Linked DNA regions of Mus musculus: region 2 is linked to region 1. Evidence: chromatin contacts called from public promoter capture Hi-C data. All regions are on one chromosome and are shown on one strand. The core of a region is the stretch at or near the end of the contact, and the rest is flanking DNA. Distances in the headings are between cores, read along the strand shown. Region 1 holds the start of D630003M21Rik (RIKEN cDNA D630003M21 gene). Region 2 overlaps Rprd1b (regulation of nuclear pre-mRNA domain containing 1B).

What was found. Promoter capture Hi-C pulls out the DNA fragments that hold promoters and counts their contacts.
Region 2: a promoter capture Hi-C map of liver shows a contact between it and region 1. The contact joins the enhancer-like site here to the promoter of D630003M21Rik in region 1. A contact is called at or near these places in 9 of 39 promoter capture datasets (3T3-L1-derived adipocytes, the C10 cell line, the HPC-7 cell line and 6 more), 4 of 484 Hi-C or Micro-C datasets (CD8 T cells, bone marrow-derived macrophages, embryonic fibroblasts and 1 more), 2 of 115 datasets of contacts at active chromatin or transcription factors (the HPC-7 cell line and embryonic hindbrain) and 3 of 9 other capture datasets (adipose tissue, liver and pancreatic islet).

The regions. Positions count from the first base shown.
Region 1 is chr2:158,227,094-158,232,575 of GRCm38.p6, forward strand. It overlaps D630003M21Rik (RIKEN cDNA D630003M21 gene), which reads right to left and starts at 2,131. Exons shown (of 14, transcript NM_177657.5): 1 at 1,991-2,131. The coding sequence starts at 1,993.
Region 2 is chr2:158,036,660-158,042,141 of GRCm38.p6, forward strand. The region is part of intron 2 of Rprd1b (regulation of nuclear pre-mRNA domain containing 1B); the gene reads left to right. Among named protein-coding and RNA genes, the nearest start is that of Rprd1b, 11 kb to the left of the region's middle. Within about 2 kb of position 3,207, at least 2 of the 459 cell types and tissues checked have an H3K27ac peak or open chromatin away from gene starts, as enhancers often do. A contact at or near this core is called in liver, where this site is marked.

The DNA of each region.
Region 1 (5,482 bases), core at 881-3,380:
GTCAAAGGGAAAATAGTGGTGTAGACCCCAGTGCCCACATAATAACCTGGATGTCGTCGCATACATGCTCACACACCCATCACGGAGCCGAACAGGCATGGGAGAATCCCTGGGATATTTCTAGCCTAGCCAATAAAATGCAAAATCCAGATTCAGGGAGAGACCCTGGCTCTAAGGAGTGGACGGAAGTTATGAAGGCCCTCCTCCGGCTTGCATGTGATGCAGGCACACATACACAGGCATGTGCCGTGCCATACACACCTCACATGTATACATATACAAACATGGACATTCCCTAACACCACATCACAAGATACACACACATGCATATGCATACACATGCGCATGCACACGCATGCACATACACGTGCATGTGCATATGTACACACACATATGTAAATAAAGGCAGAGATGAAAACATGGCTGTCCTACCCCTCAGGAAAGACTCTCTCGGCTGTTCTGAGGAGCACCCCAGGGCCTGACCTTTGACCTGAGAATCCGGGGTTTACTGAGGGTTTGTTTGTTTGTTTTTAAGAAAAATGAATAAACTGATTCCGTCAAAACCAGAGCTTTGACAGACAGATGAGCTGTGGCACCGAGGTGACTTTGCAGGGTGTGAATTCCAGCGGTTCTGCTTCATACTTCTGGAAGGGTGACAGTGTAGGCTCCTTGGCTTCAGGCTCTCATCGGTGAGATGAGGGGCTACAAGTCTGCAGTTAGAGTTGGTGGGCGTGGTATGTCTCCCACTCATAGAGAGCCCAGCACAGGGTCTTGCTATAGAGAGAGGCAGACAAACACTGCCTTAGGCCGAACCACTTAGGATGTACTTTTATGCCCCAAGAGCGGTGTCTACCGTGCCTCTGGCTCTGGGGTCTGAGTTTGGGAGCCTAGTTTTGTACTGTCTGTGTGCAGAGGTGTCTGTCCATATTTCAGCCCGAGCAAGCAGATACATGAGCCCCGTGTGCTTGTGTTCATTGTGGTTCGGGGATTGGTGTGTGCAGGCACGGAGTGAATGCATTTCTCTGTAGAGTTCTGGGTATGGATCTACACAGGAAGGGAAGCCCACCCAAGCCAGCACAGCAAATCAGAGTCAGGGGGTGAATGCCCTGGCCCATCTCCCAGCTCTGTCCAAATCCCCGGAGATTTGCAAAATTGCTCCAGAGAATCTTCCCCAATCCTGAACCTGTCTGGAGCCCAGCTAAGACTCTGAGCAACAGACTTCACTTTGACTCCTTCTTCCCAGACACAGGCACAAAGGCACACACAACTCTCCTAGAGGTCCCGTTCCCAGGTGCAGTCCAGGAAACCCATGCACAGAAGTAAGCCCTCCGCCTTCTCCCCAGATGCCTCTACACCTCATGCCCATGGGAAGGCCCCGTGCCAAACCACCGTATCTAAAATAGCAAAGGCACCCAAGATTTGGTGAGCAAGTCCCTCGAACCCACTCTCCTGCCCTCAGGGTCCGCCCTTTCTCAGCACTACTGTTCTGTGCTGGGTTGGGGCGGGGGGGGGGGGGGAGGGGGGGGGACACGACGACTTTGATTTCCCTCTCATTCCAGACCCCCTACAGGACACAGCACTGTCAGTCAGCATAAAGTTTAAAGCGCTAAAAAAAAAAAAAAAAAAAAAAAAAAAAAAAAAACAACCAAGTTTTCTGCAAGGCTCAAGGTCCAGAACTCCAGTTCAAATTTGCATACTGGTTTGGAGCGAGATGAAAGCGTGCATCTCTGCAGAGAGGCCCAGGCAGGACGCGAGGCCCAGGGGTGGATCTGAGCCCCACTCTTGCCCTAATTCTGCGGGAGCTGCGCACGCAGTTAAGCAACGACCCACACCAGGAACCGAGGGTCTCTAGGTGCGTGCGTGCGTGCGCGCCGCGTGTGCACACACAGACACACACACACACCCGGGGGCGCGGGGGGGTGGGGTGGGGTGGGGGCGTGCTGGAGAAAACCCAGCAGAGTGAGGTGGTCCAGGCCCAGGAGGGCGTTACCATGGTGATGCTCCTCTGGTCCCCGCGTTGGCAGTCTCTGTCCCGCGAAGCTCTGGCTCTCCTAGCTCTGGAGAGAGTGCGAAGGGCGAGAGGAGTACTCCTAACCCGGCCTCATCCCGAGGGGCAGCCAGACCCGGACAGGGAAGAGGGAGAGGGGACCCAGGCTGAGGAGGCGAAAAGGGGGGGGGGGGAAGAGGCGGGCCACCCCGTGGGGGGGGGGCGGGGCGGCGGCGGGACAGCGGCCCTTTGTGCGACGCCTTGCTCTGCGCCGCCCTGCTGCCGCCGCCGCTGCGGGTGACAGGAGCCCGACGTTGGTCCACTCCGCACCCCCTGCCGAGGCCACCGGAACAGTCTAGGGGTGTCTGGCGCTGCCCAGCGCTCCCTCCAGCGTCCCCACCCAGGACTGCTGGCTTCTTGTTCCTATCTGCAAGTCATTTTGTCTCCTAAGCCTCAGTTTTTCAACTGTAAAATAGGAAGGTGGTGGAGGTGATGCTGGTGAGGATAGCACCCCTTCCTGGAATTGGGGAGTAGATGTCAGCATCAGTCCTGACGGCCCAGTGTCAGGCTTGGGATGGCGGCTAACACACACACAGAGCCTTCAAGAACTTGAAGCTCCCATGGCAGACACCCACATTGCTATGAGGCAGGGTGCCCCAGACACCCACCACGCCTGTGGACTCCCTACCACGGAACCAATCGTGGAAGGAGAGGTGGGCTGTTTGGAAGCCCCTTCCTGAGGTGTTCTGTAGTAGCTTTCCCGTTGGATGACTCTGGAATCGAGCTTTTTATTATCAAATACTGCACTGAGCCAGAACGACACAGACTCCCTGTCCTTGGGGAGCGATGGAAGGGGGTGGGGGTTGTCACCTACGGGGAATGGGAACAAGAACGAGAGGAACAGAAAAAATAACCGTGAGTTAACTGCTGAAAAGGAATGGAGTTGATCAGAAACTCCCGAGAGGGGGCTGGAGAGATTTGGCCACCCTTCTCCAAGACACAGGTTCAATTCCCAGCACCCATATGGCCATTCACAACTACCTGCTAAGGGAATCTAAGGCCCTCTTTAACCTCAGAGGGCACCAGGAACACACATGGTACACAGATACACACTCAGGAAAAATATTATTATTATTATTATTATTATTATTATTATTATTATTATTAGAATGACGAGACCTGAGTGAACAGAGAGGGGCCGCAGGAAATGGAATTCCAGGCAGTGGGAACAGGCCACGGGAGGCCTCCAGGGGGATGGCTTAAAAAGATTGGGACAAGTAAGTGGAGACCGCAGGATGGCATGGTGGTAAAGGCTTCCCTTCTAAGGCTTATCCACAGTCATGTCCCCCTCACCGCACCCTACCCCACCCATTGATTATCTAGTCTCTTCACAAGAACCTGTGCTAGGAGCCATCCCAAATCCTTTTTTACTGAGGGACTAGTAATTCCCAACTAGTAATCTCACTCTGCTGTGGGGCTCCGAGCATTCCTTAGGGATGTTATTTAAACATCAGATAATCCCTCCCTAAGAAGCAGAGAGGGGAGGGGGCTTTTGTTGTTGTTGTTTTGTTTTGTTTGAGAAGGGTCTTATGTGTCCCAGCCTGAGGTAAAATTCCATATGCAGCTGAGGATGGCCTTGACCTTCTGACCCTTCTGTCTCTGCCTCCCAAGTGCTGAGGTCACAGGCATGCGCTGCTACTTGTGTTTTATGTGGGTCTGGGCCTTTGTACACGCTAGGCAAACACTCTGCCAACAGCCCCATAGGAATGCATTTGTTTAAGGGGAAGAAACAGCCTTCAGTTTACTGTGCAGAATTCAGCTGGGAGGTGGGGTTGTGAGTTCCGCGGACTGCAACGAGGAGACACAACTAGCAAAAGGGTCAGTTTTCCAGGGTCACGGGAGACAGAAAGGATTCTGAACTAAGTAAGCAGAGAAAATGGAATTGAAAAGGCCTTAGGAGCTTACAGAGTCTTTGAGAAAGCTTGGGTCTCTCCTCCGGGAAGGATGCTCCAGGAGTCTCACCGTCGGGAATAATCTAGAAGCCCCTGAAAACCTGGAGGACGACTTCAAGCTGTGAGCATGCTAAAATGGAACTTTCTGCACATCAGACACTCTCACAAGTAAACTGTGGGGCGGACCCAGCCACTGGCAACACTTGAGAGATGAAGAGCCCCAGGCAGAGCCTAGGGGGTGGGGTGGGGGTAGAGAGCTGCATTCCTGGACTGAACAAGGCCTCCATTCTAGAAACCACTCCATTAACTACCTTGGTGTGCTGCCTGCATGAGTCCCAGACATTCCTCTTGCCTGGGTCACTGTCCTTAAGCCTTAGAAGGACAATCCAATCAGGCCCAGCTTATGTGTGCTCAGGAATCCAGTAGAACTGTCCAGATGAGGAAGAGCTGGTCATCCAAGAGGAGACTAGATAGGAAGGAGGGGAGAGGACGTAAAATGGACTCTAAATGACATGGGCCAGTACAATCCACTGCTGGGCTTCTGAGCAGCCATCACACCCTATGCCTATGTAGTTCTTCCCAAAATGTGCTGTGTGGATGTGGCATGACAGTTTGACAGGCACCCAGGTGTGTGGATGCTCATGTGTGCACTTCTATAAATACACATAAACACACAGAGACATATACAGACATATACATAGGCACAGATACATGTAGACACACATACAGACATCTACACAGACACAGATACCCATAGATATACACACATAGACACAGACATACACACAAACATATACACAGACACAGGCACACACAGATACACACATATACATAGACACAGACACAGACACAGACACAAACATATACACAGACATGCACAGAGAGACACACACAGAGAGACAAACACACACACAGATATACAGAAACACACATACACAGACACACACAGACACATGCCCAGACATATACACAGACCCAGACACAAACATACACATACACACACAGAGAGACAGACACATACAGATACATAGACCTAGATCCACACACAGGCACACCAACATACAGACACATACACATTCATACACAGATACACAGACACCCAGATCCACACATACAAAGAGAGGCACATACACACTTAGCCACACACAGAGACACAGACACACACAGATATATAGACACTCAGATATACACATACATACATAGAGAGACACACAAATGCATAGACACACAGAGACACAGACACACACAAAGACACAGACACACAGACACACACAGACACACGCACACGCGCACACACACACACACACACACACACACACACACGCCAATCTGGTGTGAGCTTATAGAATCCCTTCTGAGCCTCAGATTCCTCTTGTGTCCAGAATCCCACTTGTCACAGGACTGCTGTGGGGCTTCATCAGGGAAGCAAATGTTCAGGGCTCTGGGCTGGACGTGGTCCCTCAGGACTTTCCAGGGGGATTCCCAAGGGTTGGTTAAGGATTCAATCTTCTCCCTTCAGTCAGTGAGGAACTGAACCGTGTCC
Region 2 (5,482 bases), core at 1,957-4,456, 190 kb before region 1:
GCTCACACCTGCTGAGCTTCCATAGCACTCGGGCTTGTTTGTAGGTGTGAGTTAGATTCCCAGGAGGAAAATTTAGTTTTTTGTTCGTTTTTGTTTTTTGTTTTGACAGACTATTATGTTCGTAAGTATGCACAAAAATACATAGATCTTTGCAAAAGAAACCATGAAGAGTGGAAATGAGACTAGTGTATTAAACAGAAATGTTTGGAGTCTAAGAAGGTGTTGTGTGGGAATTGAAGTGAGTATTCTTTGGAGGATTTGAAATGTTTAAAGGAATAAAATTAGTAGTCCAAAATGTTAAAAACCACATTGAGCTTTCTGAAGCTGGAGGACTTGCTTGAACCCGCCGTGCTGGTTCTGATGACCACGGGCACTGAAGCGGCAGAGTGCATTAGGGACGTGAAGAAAACGACTGACTCTTCAAACAGCTGCTAAGCTGAGAGAAGCTATCTGAAATTGGAGTCTGGGGTTGGCTGTTTTGATAAGGCTTAGCTGGGTGCCTTAGTGTGACACTGTTCTGTCTCACGTGCCATGTGAGTAGCCTTGGGTGTATAAGTTAAGTTTCTGAGCCCAACTTTCCTATCTTGTTAAAAGGCAGGGAGCTTTTAGAGTCCAGCTCACTGTTTTACTCATCCATTTTCATGTCCTGCACTCCAGGCAGGAAAGGGCTGCCTTTTCCTAGCTCTTGGGCCAGGCACCTTGTAGTGCTTACAGACAAGGAGTGCACTCACATAGTCTCTCACAGGGTGTCCCAAGACGCGGCAGCACTGCATCTGTCCTGGTGCTAATAGGGGTGAGTAAATATTCTTTGAGTCAGTTAGGATAATCGTGACTAACTGGGGAAAAGATGTGGTTTAAGGGTACTATCTCTGCCCTATAGGGATAATAAACTAACACTTTTATAACTCTTCGCTGTTCTGAATTAGAAAAGGGTAAGTAGAAAGGGCTACAAGGTGGATACCAAGATTCCGAGGGCTTACCTAGCATGTGGGCACATCTTAAAACCATACAGAAGCCAGGCATAGTAACACACTTCTAGAATTCCATCACTCAGAGGCCAGCCCAGGCTATGTAGTGAAACCTTGTCACAAAGAAAACAAAGAGATGTAAACAGGAGACATTGGGAAACCATCTGGGCACATTCTACCTGATGTTTCCCAGCTCCTGTCCATATGCCAGGCTGTTTAAGGTCCAGTTTGGACCATGTTTCAAGGCTTCTTTCCTTCATCCTATCATTAGAACAGAAAGTACAATAGCTACTTTAATACTGTTGTAACTCATCAACCAAGAGTAACTTAGTAAGTGTTCTTGGTGTGCTTTTGCTGTGACCAGATGGTGAACCAAGGTAGCTGACCCATTAATTCCCCAAATAATTAGCAAGATTTTTATGATGCTTCTCTACTTTCATCCCCAAGCCAAAAAAAAAGACAAAAAAAAAAAAACCCTTTGAATTCAGAAAGTTCATAGGGTAGATTTGATTTGAGTAGTGGTTTAAATAACTAGACTATGAACATATTATGCTTATGCATACCTTGTTTTCTTTAAAGTTTGGAGGTAGTTACACATTCATTATTCAACTTGTGTTTGTTCTATGCCACACACTAATCCAGAGCTTGGGGAACAGCAAGGAGGAAGGCAGATAAGAACAGTGACGTGAACAAGACACTTTGAAATGATATGGACAATTAATTAGAATAGTGTTCTAGGGTAGACTCTTCTCCATACATCTTGGGTAAGAAGGTGACATTTGAGAACCTAAGGTGGAAATAATCGTGACATCTTAAGAGGAGCAGGATGAGATGGATATGGTAAACAAAGTAAGATGTGGCCCCAGATGAGATCAGAGAGAGGAAAGGAGTGGTTCCATAGTCCCTGGGAGTCTATTCTGATAGGGTGTCAGTCAAGAACTGTAAGCCAGCGAATGAAAACATTTCTGTAGACATTATAAAAAGCCCAGGTAAAATTAGAGAAAGAAAACAAAACATAAAACAAAACCTAACCATATAACTAGGATCTTTCCCCCTCATAATCTATTTGTTAATTGTGCTGCCAGGGACAGTTCATGAAAAGTTTAACCATTTGTAAAATCATGAGTAAGCACTTTTGGTAAAATTGTACCTGAGCCAGGTGGTGGTGGTGGCGCACACCTTTAATCCCAGCACTTGGGAGGCAGAGGCAGGCAGATTTCTGAATTCAAGGCCAGCCTGGACTATAGAGTGAGTTCCAGGACAGCCAGGGCTACACAGAGAAACCCTGTCTCAAAAAACAAAAAAAAAAAAAAAATTGTACCTGAATGAAAAGTTCACTCCATTAGCAGATATCCCTCTTTTTAGTCAACTATTCTAATATATGATAAGGCAATAAGTGTATATCTTTTTATTATATTGTAGAGAAAGTTTTTATTTTTGTTAAGTTTGTTTGTTTGTGGGTTTTGGAGATAGGGTTTCTCTGTGTAGCCCTGGCTGTTCTGGAACTTACTCTGTAGACCAGGCTGGCCTCCTAAATACTGGGACTAAAGGTGTGCACCACCACCTCCTGGCAAATTAATACTTTTTAAAGGTTTCTATTAGATGCCTTTAAAAAGAAGAGATGACAGAGTGGGTAAAGGCCAGACTAGCTGAATCAGCAATCTCTGGGTACAATTGAGAGACCCTGTCTCAGTTTGTAAGGTAGAGAACAACACACACACACATTCACATACTTGCAAACCATATATATGAAAGGCCCGTGTAGAGAATGGGTTGTGAAGGGCAGGGAAACCTGAGCTCAGAAGGAGTGTTGCTGTGGTGTTGGCTAAGGTGAGATTGGTTAAGACATTTGCAGTGAGAAGGCTCTCTCCATTTATTGAATGCTTATTTTGTAGTTGGAGTCTTCACCCTTGTAAAATGTACATGATGTCTTGAAAAGGGAGCTGGTATTGAGGCAAGAAAGAGATTTTTAGTGTGAGTCGATGGCTGGTCTGAACCGAGGACTGGGAAGCTTTGGTGGAGGAAGTAATTTTTGTTTTGTTTTGGCCATGTTAAGTTTGAGACGGCTGGTTAGGTGTTTCAAGTGGCAATTGTGGGTGGACACATGGTTAAACTAGTATCAAGTTCACAGAAACTTAGTCTTTGTTATTTTATGTATATGAGCATTATGTCTACATGTGTGCCTGCTTGATCACATGTGTGCCTAGTGGCCACAGAGGCCACACAGGGCATCAGATTTCCTGGAACTGGAGTTGCAGGCAGTTGTGAGATTCCATGTGGATTCCAGGAATCAAATCTGGGTCCTCTGAAATAGCAGCAAGTGCTGTGGTTGCTGAGCCATTTCTCCAGGACCCCTCTCCCCCTAATTTCTATTTTTTTAAAAAATAAACCCTAAAATTTCATTTGTCATTTGTGTGTATACACACTCATGTGTATGTACATGTGCTATAGCAAACACACAGAGTTCCAGAAGTCAGGTCACTCCTTCCACCATGTGGAATCCCAGGAATTTAACTCAGGTTGTCAGGCTTGGTGGCCTTAATTCCTGATTCTAGACTTAATTTCTTGAGAGGTAAATCAGGAGTTATTGCCAAATACATGATAATTCCTTATTGTTTGTGGGTCTTTATACTTCTCCCAGGTGGGTAATTTCCTGGGAGGTATCATGGTTGTTAGGTTTTATTGCGCTCAGGGATACAGAACAGTCAGCAAAGGGGAGAGGTGCATGGGTAATTGTGACAGGAGGTGGGAAGGGACTCAGCACCCAGAGCCTCCTCTAGGATTTGTGGAGGGTGCTTTTGTCACTGTTCCTGCAGAGTAAGTAGGCATTCACTTAGAGCCATGTTGTTCACACAAGTGAGGCACCCAGATCATTTGGGAGTGGAGAGTGTCCTGATCCCCACTTCCACCCTCACCCCAATCTCCAGGTCCGCTCCTGTCTTAGCTTTCTGTCACGGTGGAAGAATGCCAGAGAGAAACAAGGGAGTAAGGATGTAGCTGGGCTCATGGTTGCAAAGGCTTCAGTTCATGCTGCCAGCTCCTCCTCTTCTGGGCTGCAGGGAAGCAGAGCATCACAGCAGAAAGTGTGTGATTGAGCCTCTTGATGGCTTAGTGGCAAATATTTTAAAAACACTTTTCACTTAGATAGCTCTCATATACACATTATTATTTATTTGTTTGTTTTGTTTTGGAGACAAGTTTTCATGCTGCCCAAACTAGCCTTCAAAGAATTTGTGTGGTCAGGAATGGCTTTGAATGGATTCTCCAGCCTTCCCCCTTGAGTCCTGAGATTGCAGGCATGGACCACCATGCCCAGTTTATGCACTGCTGGGGATCAAACTCAGGGCTTTGTACATTCGAGGCAAGCACATTGCCAAATGCTATACATCCCCAGCCTCAAGAATCTCAGTGAACCTGGGAAAGTAGTGCCCCATCTTTTGTCAACTGCTTTCCTGCTCTAGCCACATCTGATTTTAGGTACCACAATGATGTCTACTTCACCGCAGTGCCTTACTTGAAAACCAGTTTGTTTAATTTATGACTTGAATTACTTTGATGCAAAAGAGTTGGAAGTCAAGTATATTTATATAAAAATTTTAAAAATTCATTTAAAAAAAGATTGATTCAGCCAATATGGTGTCTGTGAAAACAAGCCCCTTCTCGGAGGCTTCAAGTTACCTTCAGATGGGAAGAATAAACAGGTCTCCTGTGCAGCAGGTGAGAGGGATGGGTCGTGTGAAACCCATGAAGGAGCAAGAAGTGCCAGTCTTTGGGACTGGGGAGCTGCTGCTGGAGAGACAGGAAGGACAGACCTGAGGCCACCTGAGGCATAGCTGACTTAGGCTCTAAGCCTGATGACCAGAGTGGATAGGTGAGGTCAGAAAGCCTCAAGGGCTTTGTATGGACTTTGTTCTGAGAAGAATGGAAAGAAACAAGAGATGCCTTCCCATGGCAGCTAGAATTACTTTATTCAAACTGGAGAGTAGGCTGTAGGAGTGCAAGACTGGAAGCCGGGAGAGCAGTAATGAGGCTATCAGAGAAACCAGCGGAGGGCTGCCCCTTGGGCCGGGTTGTTGGCAGAGGACAGGGTGAGAGTAACTAATTTCTGCATACACTGTGAAGAAAGAGAGTGTCTTAGCATAAACCATAGAGTGCTTGCTTATAGCTGAGCTCTTTAAGATGTAGCAGAAGGGTTTCCCTGTTTCCCTAGGACTTACCTCTGAGTTAGAAAAAAAATTAACTTATACATTTCCTGACTTAGTACTTTGATCTCATTTCAGTGGACTTGCTACTAGTAATTTGTAAGTAGGACACTTGGCCAGACCAGGCTGAGTGTTAGCATAAGCTTCACAGAAGTGCTGTCAGTGCAGAAGGTGGGTATAGTTCCTGTCTGTTGAATTTGGTATTCTTGATGTTGTTAGTAAAGATACTTGACTTCAACCCTAAGATGTGGAGGTTGTTTGCCCTCCCCTTTTTGGCATAGTTTTATATATCTGAGCCTGGCCTCAAACTCA